Linked DNA regions of Mus musculus: region 2 is linked to region 1. Evidence: chromatin contacts called from public Hi-C data. All regions are on one chromosome and are shown on one strand. The core of a region is the stretch at or near the end of the contact, and the rest is flanking DNA. Distances in the headings are between cores, read along the strand shown. Region 1 overlaps Snx29 (sorting nexin 29). Region 2 overlaps Shisa9 (shisa family member 9).

Evidence for each region. Hi-C and Micro-C count contacts between places; a contact is called where the count stands out from the background.
Region 2: a Hi-C map of cerebral cortex shows a contact between it and region 1, with 1.7 times the contacts expected there. The contact joins two enhancer-like sites. A contact is called at or near these places in 2 of 484 Hi-C or Micro-C datasets (cerebral cortex and cortical neurons) and 2 of 115 datasets of contacts at active chromatin or transcription factors (embryonic basal ganglia and embryonic stem cells).

Annotation. Positions count from the first base shown.
Region 1 is chr16:11,454,086-11,459,261 of GRCm38.p6, forward strand. The region is part of intron 13 of Snx29 (sorting nexin 29); the gene reads left to right. Among named protein-coding and RNA genes, the nearest start is that of Gm32100, 130 kb to the right of the region's middle. Within about 2 kb of position 2,491, at least 253 of the 459 cell types and tissues checked have an H3K27ac peak or open chromatin away from gene starts, as enhancers often do. A contact at or near this core is called in cerebral cortex, where this site is marked.
Region 2 is chr16:12,112,579-12,117,487 of GRCm38.p6, forward strand. All of the region lies in intron 2 of Shisa9 (shisa family member 9), which reads left to right. Among named protein-coding and RNA genes, the nearest start is that of Shisa9, 130 kb to the left of the region's middle. Within about 2 kb of position 2,858, at least 24 of the 459 cell types and tissues checked have an H3K27ac peak or open chromatin away from gene starts, as enhancers often do. A contact at or near this core is called in cerebral cortex, where this site is marked.

The DNA of each region.
Region 1 (5,176 bases), core at 1,241-3,740:
GTGTTTGTGAGTAGAGCAAGCTGCTGCTGCTGACCTGTGAACTGAACTGCTATTTCTAGATAACACAGATGGGAGTTGCTCCAAAGAACCTTTCTAAACAGGTCCATAAGCCCGCCCCTCATATCCTTTCTTTCCCACTACCTCTGGTGAGTGGTGGGCTGTAAGAGAGGTTAAAGTGTTTAAGAACCATCATTAAAAAGGATTTGAAAGCATTAAAGTTACACAGGAGTGGCAGAAACTGACATTTTCCGGGTTCCAGCTCAGGTCTAACATATCTAATTTGGTCAAGGTAATTCCATCTCCTTCCAGCAAGATTGCTGCAGGGTTCCTAGACTGTTTCAGAAATGACATGTGGTCTAATTTTGCCATGGAGACAGGGGTGGGTCTTCAGAACTTTGGTGGGAGCTCATCTCTTGTCTGTTGGATGGCTCTCTCTTCTGGGTAACTTTCTGTTGGGGTATGAAGCCTAGAGCTGCCTTGGCCATTGTGTTCTCATGAGGGAAGACAGCATAGGGTGAGGGTATGCAGGCACTCAAATGAGGAGCGGTGGGCAAGAGAGCTGGGTTTCAGGATTCACTGGGATGCTGGGCCAACCTACTCTTTTTGTTTGTTTGTTTGTTTGTTTCAAGACAGGGTTTCTCTGTATAGCCCCAGCTGTCCTGGAACTCACTCTGTAGACCAGGCTGGCCTTGAACTCAGAAATCCACCTGCCTCTGCCTCCCAAGTGCTGGGATTAAAGGTGTGCGCCACCACCGCCCGGCTCCAACCTACTCTTGAAGGCCTCTCTGGACCTTCTCACAGTGTGGGCTGATGAATCCCCACTGCTCTTGAGATGAACTGGAGTTGGGTTTCTGTTTCTTGTCACTTTAAGAACATTCATCAGCAGAAGGTTGTGTCCAGCATCTCCTGACCTACCCAGGTAAGGGCTCTCCGTGGTGCTCATGCTCAGGCACCAGCATTGCACAACAGTTACTACTAGCAGTGACAATAGCGTACTGCCACCAAAGGCTCAAATTTAGGCCAGAGGCTTCCTCAGGAGGGGCATGCTCTTGTGCTCACCTGGTTTTTCTTACCGCTGACGTAATGCCTGGCTCAAATAGGTCTCAGTGAAGTTGGTCTGGTGAGGGAGGGAAGTGTTGTGGGGCTAGTGGTGGTGTGACCTGACCCAAGTTATCTCCAAGGAATGCCCACTGGGCTCTTCTTAGTTATAGCTCAGTTCTAGGGAGCTCTTGGACTTGCTTGTTACCTGTTCCAAGACTATTTTGCTCACCATTTGGGAAGTGAAGCTTTCTGGAAATCCCTTCTACTTTAGCTTTAGCTAGTGAGAGCATTCATGGATGACAGAAGCCCACTTAGAGGCCTCTGAAGAAGGGCAGTGGAGTGGCTAGGGAACTCCTGCTGTGAAGGAGACCTGTTTCTCCACATCTCTCTATCCTTTTTCTTGCAGTTGGCTTCATTATCAGGTTTGATCTTCTCTCATGGTGACTAGAGGATCTGTAACAGACCATGGCTGTGCTGTGCCCAGCCACTTCACCTCGTCTCCCCAGCAGCAGGCATCTCTTGCTCTCAGGCCCAGATCAACGCTCCCTGTATCCAGGAGGTGGCATCCTTTCCTTTCTGAACTGCAGGAGTGAGTGTGGGGCTGGAGAGGACTTCCCTAGATGGGCAGCAGTGACTGTAGACTTCCCATGGTGATTCCTCCCCATCCCATTTAGGTGCTTTAGATGTTCCAAATTAATGTATTAGTGGCGTTGGGCCGACAGCCCTCAGTGGAATCTGACAGGAGTGAGTACACTATGCTACCTCCTCTGGCTGCTTTCTGTGGTTTATGTCTCACAAACTGTGACCTCTAGTGACCTTGTTAGTCATCTATTTTGCCGTCTTTGGACTTCATGCTAGCAGATTTGCTGTTCCTTTTTTGTAAACATTCTTGGTGACACTCCTAATGTCCATAACTAATATAACATACATATAACACAAGTGATTTAGGAAGCTAGCTTATAGTTTATGTGAAAGAGAAATGAACAAGAAGCCATTCATAATAGAAGCAGACTCTGTTCTACATTGGTTAGGATAGTTCTGGGACAGAGTGAACCACAGATGCCAGCTCTCTGCTGGCAGGGCCAGCCTAGTCTCTCCAGGGCTGAGTGGGATGGTGACTGTTGCAGCCCAAAACAAACACACCCAGGCCGGGAGTCTGTCAGAGCAGGAACTTGTTTTATTGTAGCAGTCTTTCCTTTATATAGGGTTGAAGAAAGAGGTGGGGATTTTTGGTGAGGTGAGATGATGTAGAGGGCGGGGAAGGATGCCGTAGGGTATAGGGTGACTGACAGAGCCAATAAAGTTATTCTACATCAGTGGTAGCTAGGCAAAGGCAGGCTTAAGCAGAAAGTGCTGAGTCACTCCAGTACGGAAGTGAGCAAGACAGGTCTCTAAACTAGAGCAAAGACTCAGACTTCCTCACTAGGCCTCAGTATCTGGCGAATAAGGCCCAACCCACAGCTTATAAAGCACTTCCTGGTCCACAGCTTGCACATAGAGAGGGAGGACCAGAGTGGCTGTTTATAGCAAATACGGAATGAAAATGCAGAGTGCAGCAGACCCCAGAGGAGAAGGGCTGTCAGCATCTGTGAGAGGCGGCTCCAGGTTCAGATTCTACACCAGTCTCCTACAGATGGCCCTAGGAGGCCGAGCCAGCACTGTGTACTGCCCCAGCCTCTCAGAAGGAATGGTGTCTTCAGCCTACTCTACATTTTGGCCTGACTATGCCGCCAGGCATGCCTACTTATCCCACACCTGAAGGGGGCAGCATTGCCACCAAGAGAATCCCTGCCTCAGCCTTTTCCCTTGTCCTTTTTCTCAGGACCATTGGCAGAAACACTGCAGAATGTATGTTTAGTCATCCTCTTGACCTGATTCCCCACGTGATCTTCTGAGCACCTACTGTGTCCAGTCACCCTTCCCTCTGCCTCCCTCATTCAGGCTACTGGACGAGTCACTTGTCTGGTGTGATGAGCTGAGAGTCCCACCTTTGCTCCATGCTCAGCAGCAGCCCCAGGTCCCTAACTTGCAGCTGAGAGCAGGGGAATCCATGTATAAGTCGGGACTTGTGTGTTAGGCCCAAGCATCAGGATAGGCAAAGATCTGTCTCAGTGGAAACTGCTCACCTGTAGTCTGGTGCTGCCGGAGTTCTTCCAGGCTCTGTAGTTTACCTTGTTCATTTGTTAACTCTTCAAAGAGCAGCTGTTTTGTGGTAAGCTTTATCAGTTAGAAATGAACAGAGCATGGCTGCGTGAGCCTATGTGTTTAAATTGAAGAGGGGTGGGTGGGGTGGGATGGGGTGTATAGACACAGATGTTAAACATTTGGCTGAGTGATTCTGTGCGCCAGCCATGCTCAGGTGTAAGTGTGGCATGATGTGGGGCAGGGGTGGGATTAGTTTTGCGTCAGTTTACTTTAGTCTTTGGGTTTGTTTGGTTTTTGTTTTTGTTTTGGCAGAAGCTTGGTAGATAGCCCAGGTTGTTCTTGATGTTCTTGAACTTAGTGTATAACCTAGGCTGGCCTTGAACTCAGAGTCCCATTGCCTCAGCCTTGAAAATATTAGGATTACAAGAGTGTGCTACCATTGTCAGCTCTGTCTGAGGCTGGGGTAGAGGGAGGTGCCTCAGGCACCATTTAAGGAAATACTTATTTACATAGGAGCCTCTGTTCCCAGTGGATGTGGGATGGCAGATGGCCACTTAGTGCCTAATGCTTCTCCTTTGGAAAGCCAGGGTGAAACAGTCTTACTCTTATAGATTTTTTTGCAAGAGTTAATGCTGATAAGTGCCACCCAGAGGCCCCTGCAGGTATCCTTAGCCAGAGCTGGGACCATGGAAGTAATTTATTCCTACACCTCAAGGCTACAGTCACTTTTTGGAGTTCATCTGGCTTGGTGTTGCTCAGACATAACTAACGTTCTAATAAAGAATTCTCTGGGTTAAAGTGCTAACCATGCTGCTTAGCTCTGGCTGCACATTTCAGTCCCCAGGGGAAGCTTACAGAACTATTAGGCCCAGGCCACCTTCCAGACTAATTAAGTTAGGCTTTCTAGAGGCGAGACCCAGACTGCACAGGTCTGGTGCCCAGATGTTAATGTCCTGCCAGGTATTGGGTGATGGAAGTGCAGCAGGCTGAGCTGATGGTGGGCACTTCTGAGGTTCTGCAGGGGATGCAGAGGCTGCTGGTGACATCCAGGAAGGTGAAGGTGCTTGATATTTTTATTTCAGAACCAAATGGAGAGTCAATTTGTTACTGTTAGTTTCTTTTGGAAGTGTTGGCATTTTTCATTTTTGCTTAAGAGTTTATTTTCAAGTAAGCTGTAAACAACTTAAGGGATGACTTTGTTTACCGATCTGTATGTGAACTTAAGCCTAGGCCTGCTCATGCTTTGCCCGTCAACACGGATTGCGTGTTCACAGGTTAAAACTGCACATGTGTTTTCTGAGGTGGAATTCTTTTTAAGGCAGGTTCTTTCTTCCTATATGGTCTAGTCTGGTCTTTGATTGGGACCCCCCTGCCTTAGCTTCTCTAGTGCTAGCATGGCAGGGGTGTGCTGTCAGACTCAGCTAGAGCAGAATTCTGTCATCTCTGGCTAGTTGACACTTCTTAAGGAAGTTTTTATTTCTGTGTTTTCAAACATTACCCTGCAATTGTAAAAGCTGTGGACCAACCCCAAATGGGAGGAGGCCCAAATCCCATGGCCCAATGCAATCAATCACTGTCTTCATTGTTAGTCCATCAAGTCCATTTTCTAAGCTTAGTTTTTACACCTTTAGTTGTGTGTTGCAAGTTATGTGTCATGTGTTTTATATTTTCTTCTGTTTCTATGCAGATTTCAGATCATGTTTAAGTAGCCCTCGCCCCAGCAAATGAAGGCAAGTGTGACTGATAGTCTTTACGTGTGAGGACAGAAGAGTTCCTAAAGACACCCACTTGGGTACAGTCTCTGCTAGTGCTTTAGTTTTTATTTGGAGGGGACTGGCAAGATGGCTCAGGTGAAGGAGCTCCTTGTTGAGCCTGGAGACCTGAGTGTAATCCCTGGATCTCATGTGGTGGGGGAGAGTGAACGCCCACATGGTGTCCTCTGACCTCTACACATGCACTGTGGCACACGAGTCTTCACACACATGCACAC
Region 2 (4,909 bases), core at 1,608-4,107, 660 kb after region 1:
ATCCTGTAGTCTTGTAGAGAGTGCTCTGACCCTGCTGTGCAACCTAGGGCAGGTTGCTTGACCTTTCTGTGTCCCAGTTACCACACCTGAGAAAGGGGTCCTAACTTGGATCATCTATACTGAGAGCCTGGCTGCAGAATGTCTGCTGTAAAGAGTACTGGAGGTTTTATTGTTTGAGGTCACAAGCAATTGCAGCCCTTATGGTCCCCGAGACCAGGACACTCAGAAGAATTTCTTGGAATAGGGAGAGATGAATATTACTGATTTGCCCTAGGCTTTAGTTGAGACAAGCGTCACACAGTAACTGATTAATTACATGTTACCACTTGCAACAATGGGTAATGAGATTTAAGTAAGAGTGCCTGTGCCATGGAGACTGTGACAGAGACACAGTCATGGCACGAGGGAAGGGAGTCAGGAGGACACATCAGCACCTGGAAGACCTTGGCCACGAGTGGCTTGGAATGGTCTTGCCTGGGGAGAGAGCAGGAGTTTCCCTGTAGCTCTTGTCCACGTTGGGCGCAGGCCTGCCCTTTGTCTCTGAGTCTTTGCATCTGTCCTACCCAGAGAGAACTTTGATATTTTTCAATTTCGTCTTATTTTGTTTCATTGGTGGTGCATTTCATCACTCCGAAGCATACCTTGATGACTGCCACTTCCATATGTCTCTGAGCAGGTCTGAGCCTTGAGCACATGTGGTAAATGTTGTAGGTCTTAGGATGAGTGTTCAAGCAGGACAAAGTCATGGGAACTGGCTGTGGGATCTAACCCCAGTGTGCAAGCACTGGGCACTGACATCTACAGACTTACTGGACAAGATCTCAGAGAGCCCAGATCAATAGGCCGATGGGTCCGTACTGGCAGACCTCAGGTTTGAATATGGCTCCTCAGCTCTCTAGGTGAGTTACATATGTAGTTAGCGCCTCCTTTTTGCCTTCTCTTCATCCGTTCTGGTAAGGGCCACAAATCTATCAGCATCTCTCCACATGAACTTGCCTCCTTCAATCTGTTCCCTGGCATGAGGCCAATGTGATCGTCCTGAGAGGTAAGTCTGATCAAATGGTTGCTCTCCTAGGCAGATGCCCCGAGTGGCTTGTGCCCCGAGTGGCTTGCCCAGTCTTCAGGGTAGAGCCTGACATCTGTCATACGGCTAGGACCCCATGTTCACTTTGTGGACTGCTCCTGCTATAGCCCGCCTCCACCGAGATTTTGGTGGAGACCCTCTTGCCGTTGACTCGGCTCAGGAGTCCTGTTCTCACCTTCCACCCTCTGCTATCCTCTACTGATCTCTCCCTAACTTCATATCTCATGCAGACATCACCCCTTCAAACCCATGGACACTGGCATTTCCTGTGCAGACTGATATCGTCTTTTTAACTTCTTCAACACAGTGCCGTTCCAGATTAGCTGGGGGTAAGGCCAGTATTCTGGAGGAATCCAGTGGCTGTAGGATTCAACACGGGAGCTCTGAGGGCTAGAACCCTGAGTCCAGACTGAACTCATGGGAGCCTCACATGTGTTCATGCTTTTACCTCCCTGTGCCTCAGCTCCCCTGCCTGTGGTACCTACCATTGAAAGCTGCTTTCACTTTCCTACACTTTGGTTTCTCTATCTGTGCAACAGGCCGACCACACTCTCTGTAGAGATACAATGTTGCATGTGTAATATGCCACGCACCATTGTGCCTTCTGCATCGGAGATGCTTGGGAAAATACTGCTTGTGGGGAAAGGGAGAGTCTCGCTCACTGGTTACAGCACTGGCTAATCAAGCTGAAGGATTGGAGTTCTGATTCCCAGAACCGAGCTGGTGGAGGGGCCATCTCTTTCCCATTGCCTTGCCATCTTTAAGGAAAGTTTCCCAGGAGAGAACTCACATAAGGACAGTCAGCCTACTTACATGCTGCTCTGGGTCGTGGTGATAGTCTCCTTAAAGCACAAGGCTCATATGAACTTTTGGCCAGCCAGAGCAGGCTGATTCCCATCTGGGGACTGGGGCTTGGTGACTTTCCTCATCCTCTCTGTGTCCCACTGGAAGTTATGCAAGTAATTCTGGCAGATAGCCCAAGTTCTAACAAATATTGTGACTGGGCCATTGAGAAACCTAGCTTCCAGAATGACTCACAGTGGCAAAAGGCTCTTGTGTGTGTGTGTGTGTGTGTGTGCGCGCACACACACACACACACACACACACACACACACACACACACGCACACGCATGTGAATTTCACTGTTGAAGTGTGATCTTACAAGGCAGGGTGCAATGTCTGTAAGATCTGCTCCACCACCCTTTCTCTCTTGCAACCTACTCCATAATGAGGGCATCAGGAGGTGGGGTCTGTGGCAAATGATAAAGCCACAATGTTGAGATAGCAGGTGCTCCCTTTAAGAAGAGAGGTCCTTTGTGTTATGTGAAGTTACTGTGAGGAGACAGGGTCTATAAGGAAGGGGCCTGGATGAACACAATCTGCCTGTGTTTTGGGCTTCAACTTTCCAGCATCCACAACAGTGAGAAGAAAGTTTCTGTGGCTTACAAGCCCCTGGCACATGGCACTTTGGCACAGCAGCTTGAATGAACTAAGAGAGAGGGTGTCACTGAGAAATCCTACCATCTGGGATCTTCCTTTTTATAGTATGGTTTTAGTCATTTTTCCTTAAAGAAAAAAGTGTGTGCTTGCATGTGCATGCATGTGCATAAAAAATGGCCAGAGGTGGCTCCCTCCTTCCTTCTTCTGGTCCTCCCGCCTGCCCCACGACTGTCCCTGTTGCCTTGTCCCTGTCTCTGAAGGTCTCCTCACAGATCTTTCTTTCTTCCCAGCTTCTCCTCTCCCAGCACCCAGTCTCCCTGAGTTGGTACAGAAGCGCTGGTTACCTAGGAAACCACCACAGTGGGAACACATGCGATTGGTCAGATTGGGGCCTGACTCTGGGTTGATGGGCAGATTTTCGGGGTGATTCTCTCTTGTCTGCAGTATCTTCTGGGGGAGGGGCAATCTCAGGAATATGTCAGAGAAGTGGACTCGCCCTGGTAGGCTGGGCTTCTCCGCTGGGGAAGGCTTCCTGTCCTACTATGGATTTAGTTGCCTAAGGAGGCCAGGAGCATGGATTTCTACTGCACTAGGAGGCTGGGGAGTGAATGCAGGGTACTGCAATCCTCATGGCTAACACTGGCTAACACCTAGAGAGCAAAGAGCTGCCACTTTTTGTTATCAGTTAGCAAAACTGGACACAGGTGTTGTTTCTCTTCCTAGTCTACAGATGAGGAGAGGGAGGCTCAGGGGAATAAGTGAACTTGTAAATAAACAAGGTTTCCTGTTGTGGGGGCTTGGTAGCCCAGGCTGGCCTTGAATTGGAAATCCCCCTAATTTAGCCTTCTCTGCTAAATTACAGGTGTGTGCTACCTTGATCAGTCTTCGCTGATTCCTGGGGCTCTGGTGGAGGCCCCAGAGGGGGTGGGCCAGATAGTGTTCCGTGTCCCTTCAGCTCAGTCCTCCCTTAACCTTGATCCTTGTCTTTCTGGAGCAACCACTATTCGTTTCACGGAGCTCTTAAGTTCCTGGGAATGGAAGTGAAACCCCTGCTTACTCTTTATTTGAGAATGACAAGGAGGGGATGGGGTGTGTGGCTCAGTGGAAAGGCTCTTGCTTGGCATGCACAAGACTCTGGGTTTGACTCCAAGCATCACAGAAGAAGAAGAATTGGAGAAGTAGCAAGGGAAGAATAAGAGACAAGGACACACAGAGAGTGAGAGACAGATGGCAAATGTTTCTGCAGACGGGTAGATGGCAGTTACACAGCAGTGTGAGTATGCTCACTGACATCACAGCAATTAGAGATATTAAAGATGGCTAAGTTTTATGTTATCTCACCACCACCACCACCACCACCACCACCACCACCACCACCACCACCACCACCATCATGGTGTGTGTGTGTGTGTGTGTGTGTGTGTGTGTGTGTGTGTGTGTATGTGCATGTCCCTTTGTCTTAGTGAATATGTCCAGATGTCAGAGCTAAAGGCTGATTGCCTTTCTGCCTGTCTTTCTACTTTAGTTCTCATGATCTGAAATGTTCATTTCTCACCAGGAGCTCACTGTTTAGGTCTCTGCTAGACTGGCAGGCCAGCAAGGCCCTGGTTCTCCCTGTCTCCACTCTTAACCTGCCACTGGGTTTACAGGCATGATCACACCAAGCTTTTGGCATGGGCTCTGGGTGGTCTGAGCTCTGGTCCTCATGATTGTGTAGGAAAAACTTTACCCACAAGGCCATCTCCTCAGTTACAAGTTAACAGATAACTCAGGATCAGATGTGCAACCAACTGAGCTTTGTGCACCTCTGATTCTGTACCTTGCCTTTCCAATGTGAAGGATACTAATTAGCTGACAGGGACTTTGGGAGCCTTTGTAGATGCCAACAGGCCTCCGGCAACATGCAAACCTAGGCTATTTCATTACACCTCTTATGTCAGAAACAGCATAGCTTTTAACTTCCCCTCACAGGCAAAGTCTTGGAGGCTCAGGGGGAGTGTGGATTCTGGAGGATACCCAGCCATGTAGGTGGTGCAGCCCTACTTTGAATGTAGCCAGACTCTCTGATGCTCAGGGCTCTGTCCATCAGGGCTGGGATGCAGAAGAGAGATTCCTGCTTCTCCAAAGCACATAGGAGTTGACAGTCCCTTATTCCTAGCTCCAGGTCAGTTCTCTCTGCAGGCTCCAGTGTCTATCAGTCTCTTGGTGGACCAGTAACTTGAACCATCTCCCCTGTGCCTGGCCCACATCACAAACAGCTGCAGGTAAGCTTGCCGGATCACCGCTAATGCAGAGCAGTACTGCCATCATGGCTTCTGGAGACGGGGTAGCAGCTTGCAGGTGGTGTGTGGTGATAGTAGTGATGCTAGAACTTTCCAGGCTCG